2 separate regions of the Mus musculus genome follow, and region 1 is linked to region 2. The links are chromatin contacts, called in public HiChIP or PLAC-seq maps. All regions are on one chromosome and are shown on one strand. The core of a region is the stretch at or near the end of the contact, and the rest is flanking DNA. Distances in the headings are between cores, read along the strand shown. Region 1 has its middle 5.6 kb from the start of Gm42400. Region 2 holds the start of Cpeb1 (cytoplasmic polyadenylation element binding protein 1).

The links. HiChIP or PLAC-seq counts read pairs in DNA pulled down with a chosen protein or histone mark.
Region 1: an H3K27ac HiChIP or PLAC-seq map of cardiomyocytes shows a contact between it and region 2, with 2.3 times the contacts expected there. The contact joins the enhancer-like site here to the promoter of Cpeb1 in region 2. A contact is called at or near these places in 2 of 39 promoter capture datasets (both in embryonic stem cells), 1 of 15 datasets of contacts at CTCF or cohesin (the NIH/3T3 cell line), 1 of 484 Hi-C or Micro-C datasets (nephron progenitors), 2 of 115 datasets of contacts at active chromatin or transcription factors (cardiomyocytes and pancreatic cancer cells) and 1 of 9 other capture datasets (liver).

The regions. Positions count from the first base shown.
Region 1 is chr7:81,723,558-81,728,201 of GRCm38.p6, forward strand. No RefSeq gene overlaps it. Among named protein-coding and RNA genes, the nearest start is that of Gm42400, 5.6 kb to the right of the region's middle. Within about 2 kb of position 2,559, at least 47 of the 459 cell types and tissues checked have an H3K27ac peak or open chromatin away from gene starts, as enhancers often do. A contact at or near this core is called in cardiomyocytes, where this site is marked.
Region 2 is chr7:81,451,899-81,456,873 of GRCm38.p6, forward strand. It overlaps Cpeb1 (cytoplasmic polyadenylation element binding protein 1), which reads right to left and starts at 2,860. Exons shown (of 12, transcript NM_007755.5): 1 at 2,736-2,860. The coding sequence starts at 2,750.

The sequences.
Region 1 (4,644 bases), core at 1,309-3,808, 270 kb after region 2:
TTTCAAGGCCGTTCAATACGTTTGAGAGAGAAGTAGGTTAGGGTAGAAACTAAGTTAGAGGGGCTCTGAGTGGCTAATTGCTGAAGCTTTGGGTAAACATGGCCCAAAATATTGTTCTAGTTCTATATGTAAAATGGAGTTTTCCATTAAAAACCCAGAAAGCAGAGAACTCATGCTGAGTGGACAAGTCATCTAATATAAATATATATTATATATTAATATGATTAATATATAACATATTATAAAAATATAATGTGTATTTTAGGCTGTCATCCTCTCATTTATATTATGGTCACTTATGTATAATCATCGTAAAATTCACATAAGTTTTTAAAATATTTATTTGCACATTTATTTTGGGGGGCATACATGCCATGATGCCTATACGGAAGCCAGAGGACACCCTGAGGGAGTTGGTTCTGGGGATCCGTTCAGATCATCACAATGGTTCCGCCCACGCTGTCCTGTCAACTAGATTCTGTGTTTAAAGCACACAGTCCAGGGCCAGGATTTTTTTATACACTGCTCGGCAGCTGCTCGCTTTTCTTTCGCATCTTGGCGGTGGTTCTACTATAACAAAGGAACTTCTCTTTTTAAAAATAGATGTCTTTTTACTTTATTTATATGTATGTGTCTGTGAACTACATGGCACATGGGTACGGGGCCCTCAGAGGACAGAAGAGAGTGTTGATCCCCAGGACCTAGGGTTCTAGGCTGGCGTGGGACACCCAACGTGGGAGCAAACCTCTGTGAAAGCAGCACTAGACCCTAACCACTGAGTCACCTCGCTGACCTTGGAGCTTTTCCTTTGCACAGTTGCATGGTATTTTACTATTCCACCCTGTGCTCTGCAGTGAGTTCTAGGTCTACAGAAATAAATACAGTAAGGCGCCTTTCCCAGAGAGAGGTTGGAAAAGACTTTCTTTTGAGAGGAGAATAAAAAATGAGAAACTTTAGCTTCCAAGTTAATCATGATCTCTGATCCCTTCCGTAGCCCGGGGCGGGGAAGGAAAAGTGATATCTAAAGAGAAGGGACTGAGCTGCTGCAGTGAAGGGTGTGAACTGGGTATTACGTGTGCTTAGCACATGTAAGGCCCTTGACTTCAATCTGCAGCATTGGGGCTAAGAAACATCAGCCAGGTAAACACCACCAACAAGGGAGACCACGGACTGCTGCCCTGCTTCCGCTCTATCCCGTGACTAACGACGGCGCTTGTTTCTGCTCTTGTTTGATTATAGAAGACTTCCTTATGGCAGAAACTGAGAAAGTACGCAAGAAGCAGAAAAAAATCCATAAACGGTTGTAAGCACATTAAAGAGCTGCTTAAAGCATCCAGCATAGTCATAGTGTAATTTACTACGGGGTCTCCCCATCCTGCCCTGCATTGTAGAGATCAGATGCTAGAGCTACTATAAATGCGTATTTCAAGGAAATAAAAAAGCGCCTTAGCACATAGGGTGAAGGAGGCATGTAAAGAATCGCACCCAACATGCACTATTTGAAAATTATTGGGGCTGGAGAGATGGCTCAGTGGTTAAGAGCACTGACCGCTCTTCCAGAGGTCCTGGGTTCAATTCCCAGCAACCACATGGTGACTCACAACCACCCGTAATGAGGTCTGATGCCCTCTTCTGGTGTGTCTGAAGAGAGCAATGGTGTACTCATATACATAAAATAAATAAATAAATAAATCATTTAAAAAAAGAAAAGAAAATTATCTGCATAATATTGAAGGCCCAGCAGTGAATAATCTTAGGGAGGATACGGGAAGAGAAGAACAGAGGCCAACAGCTAAGGGTTCCGGGAGTCTAGCAAGTACTGGAAAGCAAAAAACCGAAGTCAAAAGATAAACTAGAGCAGTAGAACCTTGGTTGTTGTTAAAAGATTATTTCGTTTTGAGGCACAGTTCCACTCCGTAGCCCAGCTTAACCCGGAACTCACTATGTAGTTTAGATTGACCTCAAAATCATGGCCATCTCCTGCTTCAGCCTCCAGGGGGTAGGATCACAGGCAGGAGCCACCAAGCCTGGCTAGAATAGCTTCTTAAGTATCCTCCAGATCCACAGAAGATCCTCTCAAGCCCAGGAAAGAGATGTTTGTTGAATCTAGCATGGAGGTCTGACAACAGTGAAATAGACTGTCTGGCAGGATCTACCCACTGGACCACCCGACCTCCAGAGCATAGGTATTGGCTGAAGCTACAGGCAGGGGTACGGCTTCCTAGGTGAATGCGTGGAATGAGACGAGGACCACGGCAGCATCGTAGGCACCCTGATCTTGGAAAGGACAGCATCGTGGCTACTAAGAGAACTGAGCAATTCCTCAGACCAGGAGTTCTTCCTACCCGAAGGATAGGAGGATGGAGATTCCTGGAGGCTTTGGGAAAATTTAGGGTGTCCAGTTCAGCAAATGATTTGAGAGGGTCCAGGAGGGGCCTGTGTTTTTGGAGCCTGAAAAGAGGTTTCTTATCAGCCAAAGGAAGGCCTCACCGCAAGGGCCCTGACAGACAGGACACTTCCTTTACCAACAATGTAATTTTCACAGAGAACGGCCCTAATAGCGCGTCTCATGCTACCCTCTCGAGCCTAAACTGGATGCTGCTGACTCATGCATCTTTTTTTGTCCTCAGTTCCGATCGTTGTTTCCCATACGAGTCAGTGAATGGCAGGGCCGCTGTTCTTTCTCCTGGAGAATCTATTTCAGGGACAAACAGTGGACAGTCTGTGGCTGCCTGCGCTATTATTATTACCCAAGGCGTAGTGCGACCTTTATAGCTTTCACTTCAAAAGTAAAGAGAACAAATGAAGTAGACACACCATACCAGGTGACTTCTCCAAGCTGGGTGACACCCTTTCTAAAGACAGGAAACCCCAATAGCAGCCCTTACGGCCAGGCTTGCCGAGCAGCCGTGCCTGAAACAACCCCAGCTCCTGTCCAGTCAGCAATCATTTAGATAAAACGACTTGACTCTGGCAATATTAAATTCCACTTGGCAAATATTTATTGAGCAGCAACTGTCTTCCTTGCCTGCTGGAAATGTGGTGTATGGGTTTGCGTAGCACCACATACCCAGATTGGGGGGATGGTGGACCCCGGATCCCTGGTGAGAAGTAAGCCACTCAACAAGAGTGTCTCATTTTAGGTTATAAACACACATCTGGTTTACTAAGAGTATTGTGAGTCTGCTTAACAAAAGTGCTCTTGACTGTGAGCAACACTGGGTTTCTGGAAATTCTCAGCTCACACCTGGCTGCTGGGTCAAGTGCAGCTGAGGGTCATTAAAATTCTTTGATGGGAGTGGAGCATTGAAAAAGCCCACAACCTCCCTCTATAGTCCTAAGCTCCCAAGGGTACTGGGATGGTTTGCTTCATACACGTCAGGAACTCCGTACTTTCTCTCTCAAGGACTCTGAAGCAGGAGGGAGAGGGGAGGAGAGAAGGAGAGACAGAGAGGAAAAGATAGAAGCTGTTGAGGAAGAAAAGCAGAAGGGCTCCATTGCCTGACAGTGTTTTTCCAGGTGTGGGAGTTGTGTATTCATTCATGCATACATACAAAAATAATAATTAAAGAATAATAGGCCATAAACTTGAAAGGGAGTTGAAAGGAAGATATAAAAGAGTTTGAAGGGAGGAGAGGAAGGTGAGGAAATGATGTAATTATATTTTATTTAAACAAAAAGGTAAATTAAAACCAGCAACTAAAGAAATGGTTAGAAAATAACCTTTGTGTATCTATGACCTTCTGTTTTATTGCAGTATATAGAAGACTTATATAACAAAACAGATTTCTTTTTTCCCCTTGATTTAAAAAGTCTATACAAGATGAGCAGTGGTGGCCTATACCTTTAATCCCAGCACTCAGGAGGTAGAGGCAGGCAAATCTCTGAGTTCAAAGCCAGGCTAGTCTACAGAGGGAGTTCTAGGACAGCTGGGACAGCACAAAGAAACCCTGCCTCCCAAACCTAACTAAGTAAATCCACCGGGCAGTGGTGGTGCATGCCTTTAATCCCAGCACTTGGGAGGCAGAAGCAGGTAGATTTCTGAGTTCAAGGCCAGCCTGGTCTACAGAGTGAGTTCCAGGACAGCCAGGGCTACACAGAGAAACCCTGTCTCAAAAAACCAATAAATGAATAAATAAATAAATCCAAACAGGATATCTGTATTTGCGCAATTGTTGTCTTTTCTCATTTCAGTATGTGATAGCGTTGTTCAAAGAAAGAACATATAATTAAAGACAGGGTGACATGTATGACTGCGTGGGTGTGCCCTTCTTGTTACCGTAGTTCTGTTTAGGTTTGGGGCAGTGGGTGAGGAGCGTCTTAATAACACAGTGATTAACCCAGGCTCAGTTTCTGTCATCCGTCAGCTTACTCATCTGTGAACACACAGAACTCACTTCCCTTTTAAAGTTTGGTAGTCTCAGCACTGAGGGAGGGGTATCGGAGCCCAGTTGGCTAACTTGTCTGCCATTGTTCTGCAGAGGCAATTATTTGTGAATAATTTTTAAAGTCCGAAAGATTTTAGGGGATTTCTCGAAGTGAGAAAGAACAGCTCTTGATCCCAGCTCTGATTCTGTAAATTCAGCCCAGTCCTGGACCAGTGCCTCAAAACTTTCTCAAGGAAGAAAAAAGAATGGCCACGGG
Region 2 (4,975 bases), core at 1,610-4,109:
ACTGTTTTAAGTTTTTATTGCTGTACTTATAAGCCAGAGATTCTTCAAAATGGGGAGGTGTCAAAGGTCCATCAACTCTGGGCATGAAGTTTTCAGTAGTCAATTAATGAACACTTCCTTTAGAGCAGCATATACATATACACTATAGGTCAATGGTTACTACTCTTCCCTCTTTTTCAACTCATTTACTTTACCTTGGTATAATTTAGGTTTATAAATCACTTAAAGGTTTGTTTGTTTGTTTGTTTTTAGTGAGTCGATTGCACCAGATACAAATACTTCTCAAAACAGCCATTATCAATAGCTTCTTGTTAACAAGTTTGGTGCTGTTCTTAGAATCATACAACTTTATCTTCCTCCTCCACTTTCTGCTTTATGAACACTTAATGTGCCACAGCACTGCAATTGCCTATACTGAAAGGACCCCAGAACCATTCCTAACTGCAAATGTCCCCAGGTTCATTAAATGCGTGTGTCAGCTCTCTAACTCCTGTCTGCTCTGCAGGCTGACACAGCCTCCCTTCCACACTGGGGGGCCTCTGCCAGGGAAGCTGTCTGTAAAACAATCATTGGGAGGGGAGCAAGTGTTTTTATACTACAAAGCTGACTTACCTCTACACTTGTCAACTTTCATTAAACAGAGCAGGCAGTGCCAAATGACTCAAATTTAGATAACTGTGAGAAGTAAGAGGGTGGGACATGGTAAACGCTACAGAAAATGCCCCGTGAGTTCCAGGCAAGATCTTACAAGAAAGGGTAAACGGTAAGTGGTGACTCTTGAACACTACTGTCCTTAGGGGCTCCTAACAGGCTACAGCCCCAGTGTACGTTCAAAGTCGGCGGTCCATTCCTTTCTACATACAGGGAAAACAATCTTGAACTTCTTGTCTTGTTTTGCCTGTTGTATTTTTCTGTTGTTTAAAAAAAAAAAGAAAAGAAAAGAAAAGAAGAAAAGAAGATCTTGTGTCCTTACACTCAAAAAGAGCATGCGAAAGTGGAAACTCGCCTCATCAAAGTCTCCACTGGTACACGTGGCCCGAATCACCTAAGAGGTGGCCTGGAGAAAGCTGGTACACGCGTGCCTTTCCAGAACACTAAACTCGACCCACTGGCCCCAGCAAATGACGCAGCCCAGCAGTTTACCCAGGTGCCAGAAGAGAGTGGGGAGGCAGCCCGGTAGCCAGGGAGACCAAAGGAAGCAGTTGCCAGAGAAATGCGTTCATCAGAGTCGGGCCTGGAGGCCGCGGTGGGGGATGGGGCGGCCTGAGGCTGGCAGCCCCAGGCTATTCCAGGTCTCCGGTGCTTCCGACATTTCCACAGGCTTAATTCTATCTGAGGGCAGGGCAGAGTCAGCCTGCAAGGCACAAAGTGCCACTACAGAGCACGGTGCTAACTAACGCCTGCGAGGCTGCACAGAACGAGGCTGCATAGGACCCTGGAGCCCAGGTGCTCCGTGCTTTCTGGTGTTGCGGGCCACTTTGCAGGAACCGTGGCCTTGCAGAGCCCCCTGGAAATGAGGCTCGTGACCGTGAGAGGCTGGAACCGCACAGCAACCCACACGGGTGGCCTGCGCTGCCCACCGAGGACGCTCTTTGCTGACATGGGTCCCCCTGCCTAGGCATGGGCCTCCCCCCACACACACCCCGTTGCGTCTAGGCCCCCAGTGAAGCAGCCTTGTCAGCCCTACCCGCCCAGCGTCCAGCCTCCGCTCCCCCAAACCAGAGGTCAGGGCTGGAGGCCACGCGAGCCCATCTGCAACCCGACACCCCCGAATTTGGACACCTGGCCTTGCTGGCTGAGAAACGCTGAGCGACACCCTCGAGGCCACATGAGTGCGTCCCGCCAGGCCGCCCGAGTGAGGCAAGCGGACGCCGCCGAGGACTAGCTGGCTTCCCGCCTGCGCCCCCTCGCGGGCTGCTCAACTCCTCCTCCCCTCCGGGCCCGCGCCCCCCAGCCCCGCGAGGCTCCCGGGGACAGCCCTCGAAGCCCGGTCACACGCACGTGCGACCTCACCTGGCCCGGTCCACCCTCGGGGCTAGGGCTCCGGGAGCAATCGAACGTGTGAAGCCACGTGACTTCCCCGGGCTTGGAAAGAGCGCGGCCCGCACGAGGGGCCCGAGACCTCGGCTTTAAAGGAGCCATGTCAGCGCCGTCGTGGCGCGTCTCCCCCTGCGCCGCCCCAGCCTGAGGGGGTCTCCGCGGCTCGCTGCTGCGCCGCCCGCAGCGAGCCGCCAGCCCCTGCCTCCTGCGGGACGCCAAGGCGACTCTCGGGGAGAGAGAGAGAAGGAAAGAGAGAGACGGGAGCCGCGGGCACCGCCGGCCAGCCGGCCGGCCGCTCGAGCTCTCCCGTGCGACGGCTGCGGAAAAAGGAAGTGTTGGCGTCCGGGCGCCCGTCCGCGCGGCCGGCTCCTGTCTGGACGTATGTTCGAGGCCACCGAGAGTTGTGCAAGTGCAGCTCCGAGGCCCCGGCGGTCGCCCCCGAAGGGCCGCGGCGCCTTTAAGCCCAAAGGCCTGAGTCACGAGGAAGCTCCCTGCCCCTCCCCGCGCGCCCCACACCGCTCCACGAGGCCCACGACCGCGGGCATGTGACCGGCGCCCCGCCCGGGACGCTAACCCGGGCGGCGGTGAGGGGGCCCTGTGAAGTGGCGAGACTGCGCGCGGACCGTTAGCCGAGGCGGCCGGCGGGGACAGCAGCCCCGCCCGGCCCGGCCCCGCCCCGCCCCGGCGGCTCTTACCAGAGAGAAAGCCATGGGGTCCGGCGTGGCCCTAAGGGACTGGCGGGCGGGCGGGCGCGCGGGCCGGCGGGTCTGTGCGGCGCGGGACGCGCACACACGTGGGCACTATTTTTGCAGCGAGCAGCGCACGACTCCGCACCCCGGCGGCTTATAAAGCTCCGCGGCGCTGGCCTGACGAGGAGCACCTGTGTCGGCCCCGCCCGGCCTCGTCCCCGCCCCCGCCCCCTGCGCTCCTTCCTGCCGTCCAGACCCGCGCTCCGCCGCCCACCCTGGGCCTGGGGGTCCGAACGGGGGGTGGGGGTTAGTTCTGAGGCTCGAGCCAAGACAGACCACCACTGCCTCCCCGGAGCCCGAGGGGGCTCAGGCCTGAGCAAGTCCCTCGCCCGGTGACCCTGACCATTTCACTCTCCCGCGGGCCTCAGTTTCCCTACAGATTTACAAGACCCTGGGATGCCCCGCTGCGCCGGTGACGTGCGCCCCCCCCCCAAAAAAACGTATAACCACGCCTCTCCTTTGCTAGTGACCTCTCGGGTGGAAGCCCCGGTGGCACCGAACCCAGCCCCTCCACCCATCCCCACCTGCAGCAGACACGCCCTCACTTCAGACCGACTGCCACTGCATCTGGAGCGAGCTGGAACCCGGAGCGCAGGCGTCAGGGGATTCGGGAAAGTTCCGAAAACAGCAGTGATCCTCTTCGGATTGCAGTTCCCCAGGGAAACCGCTCCCGACGCTCCCTCCAGAATGACAGGACGCTTTACTGACAAAATTCGGGGCAAGAGATCAGGGTGAGCGAAGCTGTTGTTCCGAGAGGCGTCATGGGCCAGCTAGGGCTGGACCAGACCGGAAGCCCAAGCGAGCGCAGAGGCGGAGATGGCATTCCGGGCTGCAGACCAGGGAAGGCGGAGAGGGAGGAATGCACTGAGAGGCTCAATCTGACTAAGACCAGCTAATGCGTGTTGGTGCCACAGGAGGGAAGCCCGAGCCCAGTTTCTGAAGGGCTTTTATTCTGCAGCTAGCTGGAAACTAGAGGAAAGGTGAACAAGCTTGGAAGTTGCCAGGTCTCTTTTAAGGTGTTGCTGGAGAGTTGGAGGTGGGAAATAAGCCACTAGGTTGGTTAAGAAAGAGAACAGAGCTTATTGAACATTTCTAAGTGTTTTATATGTTATACTTTTTATTCAGCGCGTATTATACTCAAGGTTCCTCCTGACAGGTGAAGAAGCTGTTACCAACTTGCTGGCAGGTTTGTGAGGCAGGAACGTATAAGCTTCTGCCCAGGGTATTAAGAAAGGAAGCCTACGGTCCTAGCCTAGTGTGTTTGGAGAAGGTGGGGAAGAGGACAGATGCTGGAGTTAAAGTGCAGAGGGAGCTGAATGACAGCTGGCTAGTCTCCATTCTGTGGTCGTTCCCAAGGGTTACTGAAGTCCTAAGCAGAAAGGGTGGTTACAGTATGGAGAACCCATCCCCTTAGGAGCAGCCCAACCCCCATCTTGGCAGCATAGGCCTGATAAATCAAACCTAGTATTTCTTGCTTCTCTTCTCTTCCTATTCTGAGAGGTGCCACACTTAGATGCCTACAACATGGGAACTGTAAGTGAGGGTGTATGAGATGCTCTGAAGACCCAAGGCATATCTGGAAAGACCGATGGCATCTATGACTAAGACATCCATGGTGGCTTAGGCCCATAACTGCAATACTATCACAGATGAGGCAGAAGGAGGGGTGCCTTGCATCCGAAGGCAGTTAGGAACTACAGTCTGAAGGAAGTCTACCTCAAGGAAATAAATTAATTAATTAACTAATTAATTAAATGGAAGGAATAGGTTAGCCGATAGGCATCAGAAACCTCTAAAATATCTCATCTTAAGGTCGCCATGTACCTTAGTAGCTGCCAATTTGTGATCCTTCACATCCAGTCCTCCCTGACCCAAAGTTAAACAAGATAAGAATCTAAGACTTGAAATGGCACCTGAGGGCCTATGGGAATGGATACCTGAAAAAATATAAAGTTTCAAGCTCCCAGCCTATAAGAAAGTAACTTTGAACACAGATTTCTGCTGCTAAATCACCGTCCCTAAACCTAGCCAAAGGCAGGAGGAGTGGAGTATTTTCTGGGCATTCAAGCGTGTACTTCTCACACTTCTAAATGCTTTGCTTGTTAACTCATAGGTAAAGAGGCTGCTGTTCAAAGAAGGAACATGCTTGGCTTCAGCTGTTTGGGAGACTGAGGCAGGAGGGAGGA